Regions from separate parts of the Sus scrofa genome. Here regions 1 and 3 are each linked to region 2. A link is a contact called in public Hi-C data. All regions are on one chromosome and are shown on one strand. The core of a region is the stretch at or near the end of the contact, and the rest is flanking DNA. Distances in the headings are between cores, read along the strand shown. Region 1 overlaps TMEM181 (transmembrane protein 181). Region 2 has its middle 31 kb from the start of RSPH3. Region 3 holds the start of DYNLT1 (dynein light chain Tctex-type 1).

The links. A called contact is a pair of places that touch in the nucleus more often than the background predicts.
Region 1: a Hi-C map of embryonic fibroblasts shows a contact between it and region 2, with 3 times the contacts expected there. The contact joins two enhancer-like sites. A contact is called at or near these places in 1 of 5 promoter capture datasets (liver), 8 of 47 Hi-C or Micro-C datasets (embryonic fibroblasts, fetal heart ventricle, fetal skeletal muscle and 4 more) and 1 of 2 datasets of contacts at active chromatin or transcription factors (alveolar macrophages).
Region 3: a Hi-C map of embryonic fibroblasts shows a contact between it and region 2, with 1.9 times the contacts expected there. The contact joins the promoter of DYNLT1 here to the enhancer-like site in region 2. A contact is called at or near these places in 2 of 47 Hi-C or Micro-C datasets (embryonic fibroblasts and heart right ventricle) and 2 of 2 datasets of contacts at active chromatin or transcription factors (alveolar macrophages and skeletal muscle).

The regions. Positions count from the first base shown.
Region 1 is chr1:8,608,804-8,612,985 of Sscrofa11.1, forward strand. All of the region lies in intron 6 of TMEM181 (transmembrane protein 181), which reads right to left. Among named protein-coding and RNA genes, the nearest start is that of TMEM181, 31 kb to the right of the region's middle. Within about 2 kb of position 1,463, at least 50 of the 83 cell types and tissues checked have an H3K27ac peak or open chromatin away from gene starts, as enhancers often do. A contact at or near this core is called in embryonic fibroblasts, where this site is marked.
Region 2 is chr1:8,272,416-8,275,982 of Sscrofa11.1, forward strand. No RefSeq gene overlaps it. Among named protein-coding and RNA genes, the nearest start is that of RSPH3, 31 kb to the left of the region's middle. Within about 2 kb of position 1,251, at least 16 of the 83 cell types and tissues checked have an H3K27ac peak or open chromatin away from gene starts, as enhancers often do. A contact at or near this core is called in alveolar macrophages and embryonic fibroblasts, where this site is marked.
Region 3 is chr1:8,554,150-8,557,967 of Sscrofa11.1, forward strand. DYNLT1 (dynein light chain Tctex-type 1) reads left to right here and starts at 1,934. Exons shown (of 5, transcript NM_001145385.1): 1 at 1,934-1,991. The coding sequence starts at 1,965.

The DNA.
Region 1 (4,182 bases), core at 213-2,712, 340 kb after region 2:
ACTCCACATGGCATCTGACCGTGCGGTACTCCAGGAGGTGCTGGACACAAAAGCCACAAATGAATGGTGCCCTCTGGAGGTGTGGGGAGGCAGCACTACCGGCCTGTCCCCGCCTGGGGCTTGATTAAAAGAAAGACCTTTAAGACATGCACCTGGGACTGACTTTCTAGGCCAGTCAGGTTTCCTTTGTTGTGCTAAAGTGACCAACCGGAAGTCAGAAACTTGAGCAGGAGGAAAAGCCTTTCCTTCCACCACACCTGTCTGCATTCAGGCAACAGCCGGATCTTGCGTCTCTGGGTCCAGTTAGAGAAATCAACAGAGGTCTACCGCCCCCGAACCCCAAACACGGACAGAAACTCACGCAGTCCCATCCTAAGGCTGCCTTCAAAAGTGGGAACCGGTCCCTAAGCCTGTCACAGACTCTGCTCCACGAGGCAAGGGGACTCCAAGCATTCCTTCTCTGGACCCAAGGGCTAAACTTAATTCTCTTTCTTTTTCAGATGTCCCCTAGGGGAAACCCAGGTGCGCTGCTGCATCAAAAGCAAGCTTTAGGGTTGGCGTCTGTGGGGCTCTGGGCAGGTTTTTTTCCTCATTAAAACCCTAACTTCACAGCGGTAATAGGCCCAAAGTCAGCAGATTGCAAAACTCATAAAGCTGGGTATCCCCAAGATCTAAAGAGGCCGCAGCAGGCTCCCGACGTGCCAGCATCAGCAAAAAGCCTCTGTAAAGTGTCTACCTGGCGCTGGGCTAGATCACAAAAAGCAGTGGGGCGCTCAGGGCGCTTTTAACAGAGGTGAGGACTAGGGCCACTGCGGGGAAGGGGGGTCACCACCTTTCCAGCAGGGAGGCTGGGCGGGGTCTCCGGGAGAGGCATGGAGCTGGCGACGGACGGGGTCACTCGGTTCTCCCGAGCCAGCAGGGCCGGGGCTGACCTGGAAGGGCCCTTCTGGGATGCGCGCCGGGCCAAGGCCGGTCCCGGAACCCCGACCCGTCTCCACTAAGTCAGCCGGGCTGGCAGGCTGGGGGATAGGGGAGGTCCCTACGCCAGGCCACCCCCACGAAGCCCCGGCGGCGCTGCCCTCCCCGGCCCCCCGGGCTCCACGTGGGCGGAGGGCTCCCGCGGAAGGGTTCCCGGGAGCAGGACCCCGGCGCCCCAGTTCCGGGCCCGGGCGCCCGAGGGACCCCCGCCCGCCCCGCCCGGGCGGGCACTCACGGTTCCATCGCGGCGCCCCGGCCCTCGGCCCCGGCCCGCGCCCCAGCCTGCCCGACGCAGCACTGCAGCCGCTGCAGCCACAGCCGCAGCCGGCGCCGGAGCGACAGCGGCCCGGGAGCAGCCGGCTCCTTGAAACTCGTCAGAGCGCGACGCGCGGCCGCGGTCACGCGTGCGGAAGCGGCGCCGCGGAGGGGGCGGGGCGGGGGGCGGGGCGGGGGCGGGCCCGGCTGCGTGGCCGCGGGGGAGGGGCCCGGAGGCCGGCCCTGGGGCGGGGCGTGTCGCACCAGCGCTCCCCGCGGAATGAATGACTTGGGCCCTGGCGAGGGGCAGCACGCTAAGTCACCCGCCCTCCTGCTTCCAGGGCGTCTTAGTCAGGGCTAAGAATGGCATGGGAGTCCCGAGTGCCCTGCGGTTGTCTGAAAGACCCATAGGTGTCTGCATTTTTCCGGGGAAAAGATCTGTAACTTTTCATATTCCGCAAGAGGTTTGTGACCCCAAAGAGGTTAAAAACCAGGGCAAACCTCTGACACCCCCATATGATGAAGACAGAGCTTTCCTAGCTCTTTCTGGCAGGTTCTGCAAACCTTTTTTTTTTTTTTTTTTTTTTTTTGTCTTTTCTAGGACTGTACCCATGGCATATGAGGTTCCCAGGCTAGGGGTCTAATGGGAGCTGCAGCTGCCGGCCTGCACCACGGCCACAGCAACGCCAGATCCGAGCCCCGTCTGCGGCCTACACCACAGCTCACGGGCAGCACGGGATCCTTAGCCCACTGAGTGAGGCAGGGATCTAACCACAACCTCATGATTACTAGTTTGACTCGTTTCTGCTGCACCACAATGGGAACTCCCTGCAAAGCCTTTCTAAACTGCAGCTACCATGGTGTGCAGCTTTTCTGTCCCCAGGACAAGCACTGCCCCCTAGGAAGGATGTGGGTGTGGACCCCACATCCCACCTCCCACAGAGTTGACAGTGTAACTGGTGGGGCAGGTGGCGGGGCTGCTAAGGCCTACAACAGGAGCAAGTGTCCGCAGCCACCGACAGTGGCAGTTGTTTCTACACAATGTTAAGACATCTGCCGACTGAAAGCACTTTTTCTAGATTGGGCATCTTGGCTCACAGTTCTAGAGCTCTGTAATCAAGAACAGATGAAGCCTCTGTTTGGATATTCCCAGATTCTCTTTGGAGCACTGGTTGAAATGTCCCCTGTCCACTGAAGGTCCTGAAATGTTGCTGTGGGTGTATTTAAAGTCAGCCTGCATGGGGAGAATAAAAGACCCTAGCTGCCTTCGTGTGTGTCCTCACTCATTCCGCTGTCAGCAGGCTTGAAACTGGCAGGAAGATGCCACCATGAACAGACAGTCCCTGCCCTGGGGAACTTACAGGCAGGGAAAGCAAAAGCAGAGTGTGACAAGCATGGCTTTGCCACAGTGGCGCTGAGGCAGGGCACCTGCCTCCCTGGGGGAGGGGAGCGGAGAAGGTGGGAGAGAAGGCGTGGGTCCGGGCTGAGCGCTGGCGAGGAGGAGGTGACGAAGCTGGGGCGGGTCACCAGGGAAAGCGACAGCCTGAATCCCAGGTCATTACAAGAAACTCCACTCACACGCTGAATCGAAAACAGAGATTCCGAGAGGAATAACAAGAGATCATTTCTCAAATGATTTTCATAGACTCTCAAAGGAAAGGGCTCTTTGTGACAAAACCAGGGAAGGTGAGCACCAGTACCTGAGGGGACAGGCGGGGAGCGTGAGCCAGCGCGTGCGGTGTCTAAAGGGGCAGCTGCCACTTGGCGCTTTGAAAGAGTCCGACTTCAAATGTGACTTTTCACGTGATAACCTTCTGATTCTAAAATGTTGGAAACGAATTCAAAAAATAGTTTAAACACTGAGGACTAAACAAAACACGCTTGATGGCTGCACTTGTCCAAAGGCAGCCAGCTTTTACCTCCCAGCTGAAGCAGCTTATCTGGTATAGAAATGCCCTCTCTGAGGACCATGCCAGCCGCGTGGCCTCTCCTGAGACATGCCCACAGACCCCTTGCTGTTTTCCTATGACGCCAGGTCTTAAAAGACTTGACATCTTTGAGGCCAAACTGCCTCCTGTAACGTATCCAGGAAGTTGCTCCTCCCTTGAGCAGCGGCCCAGCATCACTGAAATCGCTCTTGTCTTCGTTTATTTGTTCTTTCCACAGTACCTTTGCTTCAGTGTGGGCCGGGCCCTCGCCTCAGCTCTGGAAACAGGTGGTGAATTCGCCGGCAAGGCCCTGCCCCCCTGGGACTAACCTTCTCGTGGACGCAGCCAGTGAACAAACACTAACCAAATAGTGACACAGTGATGGCAAAGGAAGCAGAAGGGGCTGTAAGGGGCGCTGTGACCAGGGAGAGGGACCCCCATATTTGGGGCTCCGAGGAAGCTGGGGTCATCTGTCAGCGCCTCCAGGCCGATCCCGGCCGAGCAGCCTTCTTTCCAGAAGCTCCCTCTTTCAGCTCAGAATAGACCGTGTCTCAAGTGAGGTCGTGTCAGCCCAAGAGTGAGCTCCTCCTTGGGCAGCTTCAGCCCACTGGGCCCATTACTCCGGCCTCACGTCGCCCCATCGGCTCTGCGCAGGGGGTCGTGCTCTCCAGTGAGGTTGACTGAGCACCTGCAAAGCCTGAGCCAGTGGATCCTCTGAACAACCTGCTGATTTATCAGTAGTCACTGTCCTCATTCCCAGATGGGAAACTGAGGCCGAAAGAGGTTAAGGGACTTTCAAAGGAGCTCCTGGGAAGGACCTGACCCCACATGGGACCTCCAGTGTGGATGACTCAGGCATCAATGCTTGTGACAGGAATAGGGTGACCAGCTGCAGTCTCGCTAACCACAGAGACACTCAGATGCAAATGGACCGCCAGCTATAGTCTCTCTAACCACAGTGACACTCAGCCCACATTTCTGAACTTTGTTCTTATTTTGAAGCCTTGTAAAACCCAGGTAT
Region 2 (3,567 bases), core at 1-2,500:
GTCGCTACTGTGCATAGATTCAGTTCCTGGCCCAGAAACTTCCATATATGTGTGCGCGCCCCCCACCTCCCCGCAAAAAAGAAAAGGATATGACCTTGGCTGTCATATTCTCTAGTCTTCTATCCAATACAGGGTCCTCAGGCTATGGCACATAGTGAGTTATAGTGTGCGGTTCTCATTATTAGAAATTTCTTTTATACTGACTAAGTCAAAATCTGTCCCATTATAACTTATGCTTTTTGGCTTATAAGCTGTTACAAAGTGGCATGGTTATGGTGGAGGGAGACAGAATAATTTTATTACTGTATCAGTCTATCCTATACTCCAGTGGTTTTTCTTTTTTTCCAAGTTTTTCTTTTTCCCAATGACGTATCACCACCTTTCCACTATTCCTCATGTGACATAATTTCAGAGCTTTCTCACTCTCCATCCTGGTTACTGCTTCCTTGAAAATCCTACTTGGTCAAAGCCATCTTCACTCATGTCTCCCAGAATTAGGCGTCTGACTGTAGATGAATCTGACTTAGCAAAGAGTGTGATCTGGACATAACCAGCTCACTTCCTCTAAATTCAGATATCTGGAAACCTCATTTTTAGAATATAGAAGAGAGGAAGCCAAAGTGATTTCTGAGTAGTCACAGTGTCACAAGACCCACACCTCTTGCAGCGGACCATGCAAACCATTCTAACATTGCTACACGGATTCGCTGTTTGATTATTAAGCCCGCAGCGTGTTAGAAGTAGTATACTGACAAGGAGAGAGCTGCTGTAGAAAGATGGTGGGCTAACATTTAGAAGAAAAATAAAGGCAGAATAAAAGCAGGAAAAAATAGTTCACAAGGCGCAGAAGTTTAGGGCAAAAATGGAATATTCCACAGAAGGTCTTGAAACATGTTACATTACAGCACAGTACAAAAATTAATGCTTATGGAAGAAGCACTTCTGGAATGGTGGAGTAAGGACTTCTGAAATCAGCTCCTCCATAAAAGCAATGAGAACACAGGCAAAAATTATCCAAAAAATAACATTTTCAGAACTCTGGAAATTAACCAGAGGCTTGCATCAGTGAAGAGCATTTATTTAAGGAAAATGGCTGAATCTCAGAAGAGTGGCATTTAAACTTGGCCTATTCCCATCTCATTCTTCCCAGCTCCACAGTAGCCTTGAAAACCAACAGACTCAAAACCATGGTAACTGAGAAAACCAGCAGCCCATCAGCCACTGGAGGGAGCAGAACATGCTCGGGGCTCCCTGGAAAAGCCACATCTCCAGAAAACTGTCACTGTTTGACCTCTCTGGCAGCTCCCTGGGTAAGCCCTTTAACAGAGCTTATCTTTATTTGATCTGACTAAGAGCTTGCTAAGTGAGGAAAGTCCTAACACCAGGACTTTTGTTTAAAAAAAAAGAAAGAAAGAAAAAAGAATCAGCAGCACTATTCTAATATCACAGCTGCCCTAGGCAAAAATGCCAGTCAGAGAAAGCAGGAGGCTGGCCAAAACCCTTGAAAAGGAAATCTGAGGAATGAGATGTCCATAGGGGGTTTTGAAAAGCTTCAGCATGTTCCTGGGAATCTACATGTAGGGTGCTTTGTAGGGTTGTTTGCAGGCCCAGGAAAGCCCTGGGAAGGCCCTCTTCTCTCACCCCTGGCTGACCTTGAGGAGCTACACAAGCAGGAGTTAGAAGCTAAGTCAGAGTTGTCAACTGCTGAAATATTGAAGGTGTGAGTCCACACACACAGAGCCCCTCGGCACAGGGCGCCTCAGTGGGATTGATCCCAGGAATGCCAGCTTGGTTTAACATTTCAAATTCAATTAATGTAATCTATCACAAAAATAGGCTAAAAATGAAATATCACATGATCATATCAATAGCTGCAGGAAAAGTGTTTGACAAAAGTCAACATCCATTCATGATTTGGAAAAAAACAAAACAAAACAAAAAAATCTCTCAGTAAACTAGGAATGAGGGAAATTCCTCGACTTGGTAAGGAATATTTACCAAAAATACCTGCAGCTGACACCGTGATGAGAAACTAGAAGCTTTTCCACTAAGATTAGGTACAAAGCAAGGATGTCCCCTCTCACCATTCGTTTTCAATATCATACTGAGTCTTAGCTAATACAATAAAAAGAATATAAGTATATGGCTTGACAATGAAGAAATAAAACAGTCTTTATTCACAGATGACCTGATTGTCTATGTAGAAAATCTGAAAGAACAAAAAAAGCCTCCTGAAACAAATAAGTGATTAAAGTAGGGTGACAGGATGCAAGATTAATATACAAAGTTAATTTACTATATATCCTTACTATGTATCAGCAATTAGCAAATGGGATTTAAAATTAAAACAATACTATTAAAATTAGCACCCCTTGTAAGTGAAGATTGGGGGTATAAATCTAACAAAATATGTGTAAGATTTATATGAGGAAAAACACAAAACTCTGATGAACGAAACCAAACTACTCGATGGAGAAACATTTCATGTTAATGAATAGGATGACTCTGTATTGTCAAGATGTCAGTTCTTCCCAACTTGTTCTATAGGATCAGTGCAGTCCCCATCAAGACTCCAGCTTATTTTTTGCAGACGTCAACAAACTGACTCTAAAGTTTGGAAAGTCAAAAGACCCAGAAGAGCCAATACAGCATTGAAGGATAAGAACAAAATTGGTACTATAACATCAAGACTTACTATAAAACTAATCAAGACAATTTGATATTTGTGACAGAACAGATGAATAGATCAATGGAGTAGAATAGAGGGTCCAGAAATAAACCACAAGTATACTCAGCTGATCCCGACAAAGGGCAAAGGCAGTATAATGGAGGAAGAATAGCCTTTTAGCAGATGGTGTTAGAAGAGCCAGATATCCACATGCAAAAAATGATTCTAGACACAGACCTTACGCCCTTCACAAAAGTTAACTCAAAATGGATCACAGGGCTAAATGTAAAATGCAAAACTATAAAGTTATCCTATAATATAGGAGAAAATCTAGTAGCCTTGGGTTTGGTAATAACTTTTTAATGTAACAGCAGAAGCACAATCCATAAGAAAAAGAATGGATGATCTGAACCTCATTAAAATTATTTCTGGTTTGCAAAAAAACACTGTCAAGAGAATGGAAAAGCAAGACATAAGGCTGGGAGAAAATATTTGCAAAAGAGGTCTGATAAAGGACTGATATCCAAAATATAAAAAGAACTCCTAAAACTCAACAGTAAGGCAACAATAGTTTTTAAATGGGCCATACGCCTTAACAGATATCTCACCAAAGAAGATATACAGATGGCAGAAAAGCATATGGTAAGATGATCCATGTCTTTGTCATCAGGGAATTGCAGATTAAAACAATTTGGCCTAATGAAATGGCCAGAATCCAGAACACACAACAAGAGCTGGTGAGGATACGAAACAAGGACTCTCATTCATTGCTGGTGGGAAGGCAAATGGTACAGTCATTTTAGAAAACAGTTTAGCAGTTTCTTACAAAATGATATATACTCCTAGCATATAATCCAGCAATTGTACTCCTTGGTGTTTACCCAAGAGACTTGAAAACT
Region 3 (3,818 bases), core at 684-3,183, 280 kb after region 2:
CACTCTTGCTTTGCACATAATTCTAAGACACACAGCTAGTGGGCCTCTGGGGCCACCACAGAGTAGCCGAGGAGAATTAGAAGAGAGTGGGAGGGGTTCCCATGTAGCTCAGTGGTAACAGACCTGACCTGTATCCATGAGCATATGGGTTTGATTCCATGGCCTTGCTCAGTGGGTTAAGGACCTGTTGTTGTGGTGTAGGTCACACATGTGGCTCGGATCCAATATGGCTGTGGCTGTGGTATAGGCTGCAGCTGCAGCTCCAATTCGACCCCTAGCCTGGGAACCTCCAGATGCTGCAGAGGCAGCCCCCCAAAAAGAAATGCCAGACATAGAATCATATGGAGACTGAGGTTCGAGGCTGAAACACTGGAACAGGTGAGCTGAAGCCACATAACAGGAAGAAACCAAAACTCAAAAGAGAGAGAGAGTTAAGAATTGGAGCGAACAGCCTGTCCCCACTGAGCAGGTCCCCTTGCTCAGGTCAGGTGTTCAGGGCAGGGCCCTCTCGTGCCTTTCACTCTCTGCCCTCCTCTGTGCCCCCCTTTCCCACAAGGAGGCAGGCGACTGCACCTCCCTCTACTCAGTTCTCTGCAACTGGGTATAAAGCGGAACTAATGTGTGGGGAGATGAGTCACTCAATACATTTTTTTTTTTGTCTTTTGTCTTTTGAGGGCCGCACCCACAGCATATGGTGGTTCCCAGGCCAGGGGTCCAGTCAGAGCTACAGCGGCCAGCCTAAGCCACAGCCCCAGCATTGCCAGATCTGAGCCGTGTCTGCGACCAACACCACAGCTCATAGCAACACCAGATCCCTAATCCACTGAGCAAGGCCACAGATCAAACCCGCAACCTCATGGTTCCTAGTTGGATTTGTTTCCGCTGTGCCACAATGGGAACTCCTTCAACACATTTTAAATTAAAATATTTACCATGTACAGTGAAAGGGGCAGGGGATACATTGGTGAATAAAATGGATTTTGCCAGCATGGAACTTAGATTCTAGAAGTGGAAACAAGGGCTGCAGATGTGACTGAACGTGGGCTCTACCGCTTCATTCTACCCAGACTCAGGGTGCTGTGGTCAGCCCTTCCTAGGAGGAGGAAGTGGGTTTTAACTCCTGGGATTTGGTGAGGTAAGAAGTGACATTTGACTTCGAAGGCGTGGTTAAAAGAAAACAACAGAGAAAGTAGCCCCAAAGTCAAAGGTCTGAGCCTCACTCACATGCAAGCAGGTGCATAGACCCAGCTATTCCTGGAGAGAATCCAGAGCCCAGAGCAATTACTAATTTTTATAACGACCCTATACAAGTTAAGTGTACGTCTAGGTCATGCTGCTTAAGGCAATCACAAAGTATGCAGCATTTTACATTTTCCAACCAAAAGGCCTTTTTTTTTTTTTTTAATGGTGCTTGAAGAAAAAAAAAAAAAGAATCTCATTTATATGAAAAACTTACCTCCCCCAAAGGAAGGTTTCGTTTAGAACTAAAGTTCCTGATCCTGGATCCCCAAGGGGACTGCAAACACTATCTCAGACTTCCCATCATGTTGAGAAATCACTTTGCAGTCTGTACTAGGTGTCCAAACCCGCTTGAACGTTCAAATTAACCCACCCAGTACAAACTGGAGGGAGGGGCCGGGAAGACTCTCCCCCTCCCGGACTGGCTTGTCCGTTTGTTTTGTTTCAGTTGCAGCGGCCCAGGGAGCTGCCGGGACACCGGGGTGGGGCTCCCGCGGTAAACACCCCCACCCCCACCCCGGAGAACCAGAGCGGCAAGGGCTCATCCCAAATACCCGCCGGGCGGGCCAGGGCGGCACAGGCCCCAGGGTAAGGGCGGCGCCCTAGAGCGGCCTGGGCGGGGCCCTAGGGGAGGGCGGGGCCGGACGCGAGCGCGGGGCGGGGCCTGAGTGCGCCTGCGCAGTGCGCTCCACTCAGGGAGGCGGAGGCGACTCGCAGGAGGGAAGATGGAAGACTACCAGGCTACCGAGGAGGTAACGGCCGTGTCGACGGCGGGAAGGGCGGAGGCTGGGAGTTCCGGGTGCGGGTGGGCGGCGGCCGCCAGGGGCGTGTGCCGGCACCCGGGCTGTGTCGGGATGTGGGGGGCGGCCGTCCCCGGCGCCGGCTGCCTGCAGCGGTGCCCTGCGGCGCGCTTCCCGGCGAACCCCCGCCCGGCGGACTCCCGGCGTCGTTGTCCTGCCCAGGGCGGGGCTCGGGGGCGGGGCGTGAAGGCGCGCGCGCCGCGTGCGTCCCCGGGAGAGCGCGGTCCCTCGCCCCTCTGATTCCGTGTGCAGACCCCGCCCTGGGGTGGGGAAGACGGAGGCCGCTGGTGCGTCCGCTGGCTGAAATTTGCAAGACTCCGCAGTGAGCAGCATGCGCGACCCGCACGTACAGTTATATCTTCCAAGTCCGTCCAGTCGGGCAGATTTGATGCTCAGGCGGTGGGCAAAAGGCACACGTGTACCACAGGAGAACCTGCCTTTGTCTTTGGTTCTACACCTGTTCTCTGCTGGCCTCACTCCCACCCAGGCCACCATACGTACATTTCCGCTTGAGTTTGAGCTGTAGGAAGCTTCTGTTTGTGGGGAAAAAAGCCACCTCTTATTGCCCCAGTGGAGCAGCAGCATAAAGCATACAGTAATTTGCCCAGCAGAAGCCATTCATCGTAACAGTGTGTTGTTACCTGGCTTTGCTTCAAGCTTATGAGCATTCAGGGAATATTATACCAAGGGAACTGCTCTTAGAGAAGAATAAGTTGCCCGTCTTTTTGCTAAATAATTCTTGTTGAAATACAGATGAATGGAGTCCTGTGTATTATGCAGCCTGTCAGAAATAAAAAGTGTAGATAAATACGGTAAGGTTTGATATTTTTACCATTTTCGAAATTTACGCAAGAATGTTTTGAGGGGAAAAGAATATATATGTAAGGCCTAAGGACTGATCTCAGAGTTTCAATTTTTATCTAGTTTCCTACCTAGCACAGCTTTCTGTGGCAATGTCGTCAGCAGTGTTTGAATGATGGTAGCGACCAGGGGTCATTGGGAGAAACGGTGGTTCAGGAGCAGCTAGCCAAGGGAAGCTTTTCCCTGTAAGCTGTTAACTCCTATCATATTGGAAAAAGGCTTGTATGATAGGAATATTGAGTAAAACTTTAAGAAGGAAAATGGCAATGTAGAAAGAAGCCTGGTATCCTGGCATTTTGTTTCTCTGCACCTTATCCTGGCTCTCACCAGGGAGGTGGCTAAGTGACTTCATTATTCCAGATCTCAACTACGTATCTGAGAACAAAGGAGCTGAACGTGATGGGTGTTGTGCGCAGGATAAGGCCCGTGTATCCTTGTCTGCCTTCTAGAGGGCCTGCCCTCGGTATCCACACCACTCCTCCCAACAGCCTCTGCAGAGCAAACTTCATGTAGTTACCTGGAGCTCTGTAACTCTCCTCTTGGTCCATGGTTATCTGTCCTTGGAAGTTGGAACTGCCCAGTGGTTTGTGCAACTGCTGTACTTTCCACTAAAAGCCCATTGAAATGCCCTTCACCCTTTTTCATATTTTAACCGCAGGGACTTTCCTGTATGGTTTAGGGTCACCAAAGTCTCTTGGAAGGAGCCTTTAAACTTTGAAAAATAATTTAACCTCTGTAAGATAACTGCAAATTTTCATTATCTTGGCCAGTTGGCTTTGTCTGCAAGTATGACTTTGGAGGACAGCCAGTGAGGGGGCTTCAGGCAGTCAGCTCTCGACCCTCCTGGATGCACAGGGGCCTTGCTGGAACAGGGCCACGGGCCAGCAGCCCAGCCAGGGGGAAAATTCCCTGCCCAGA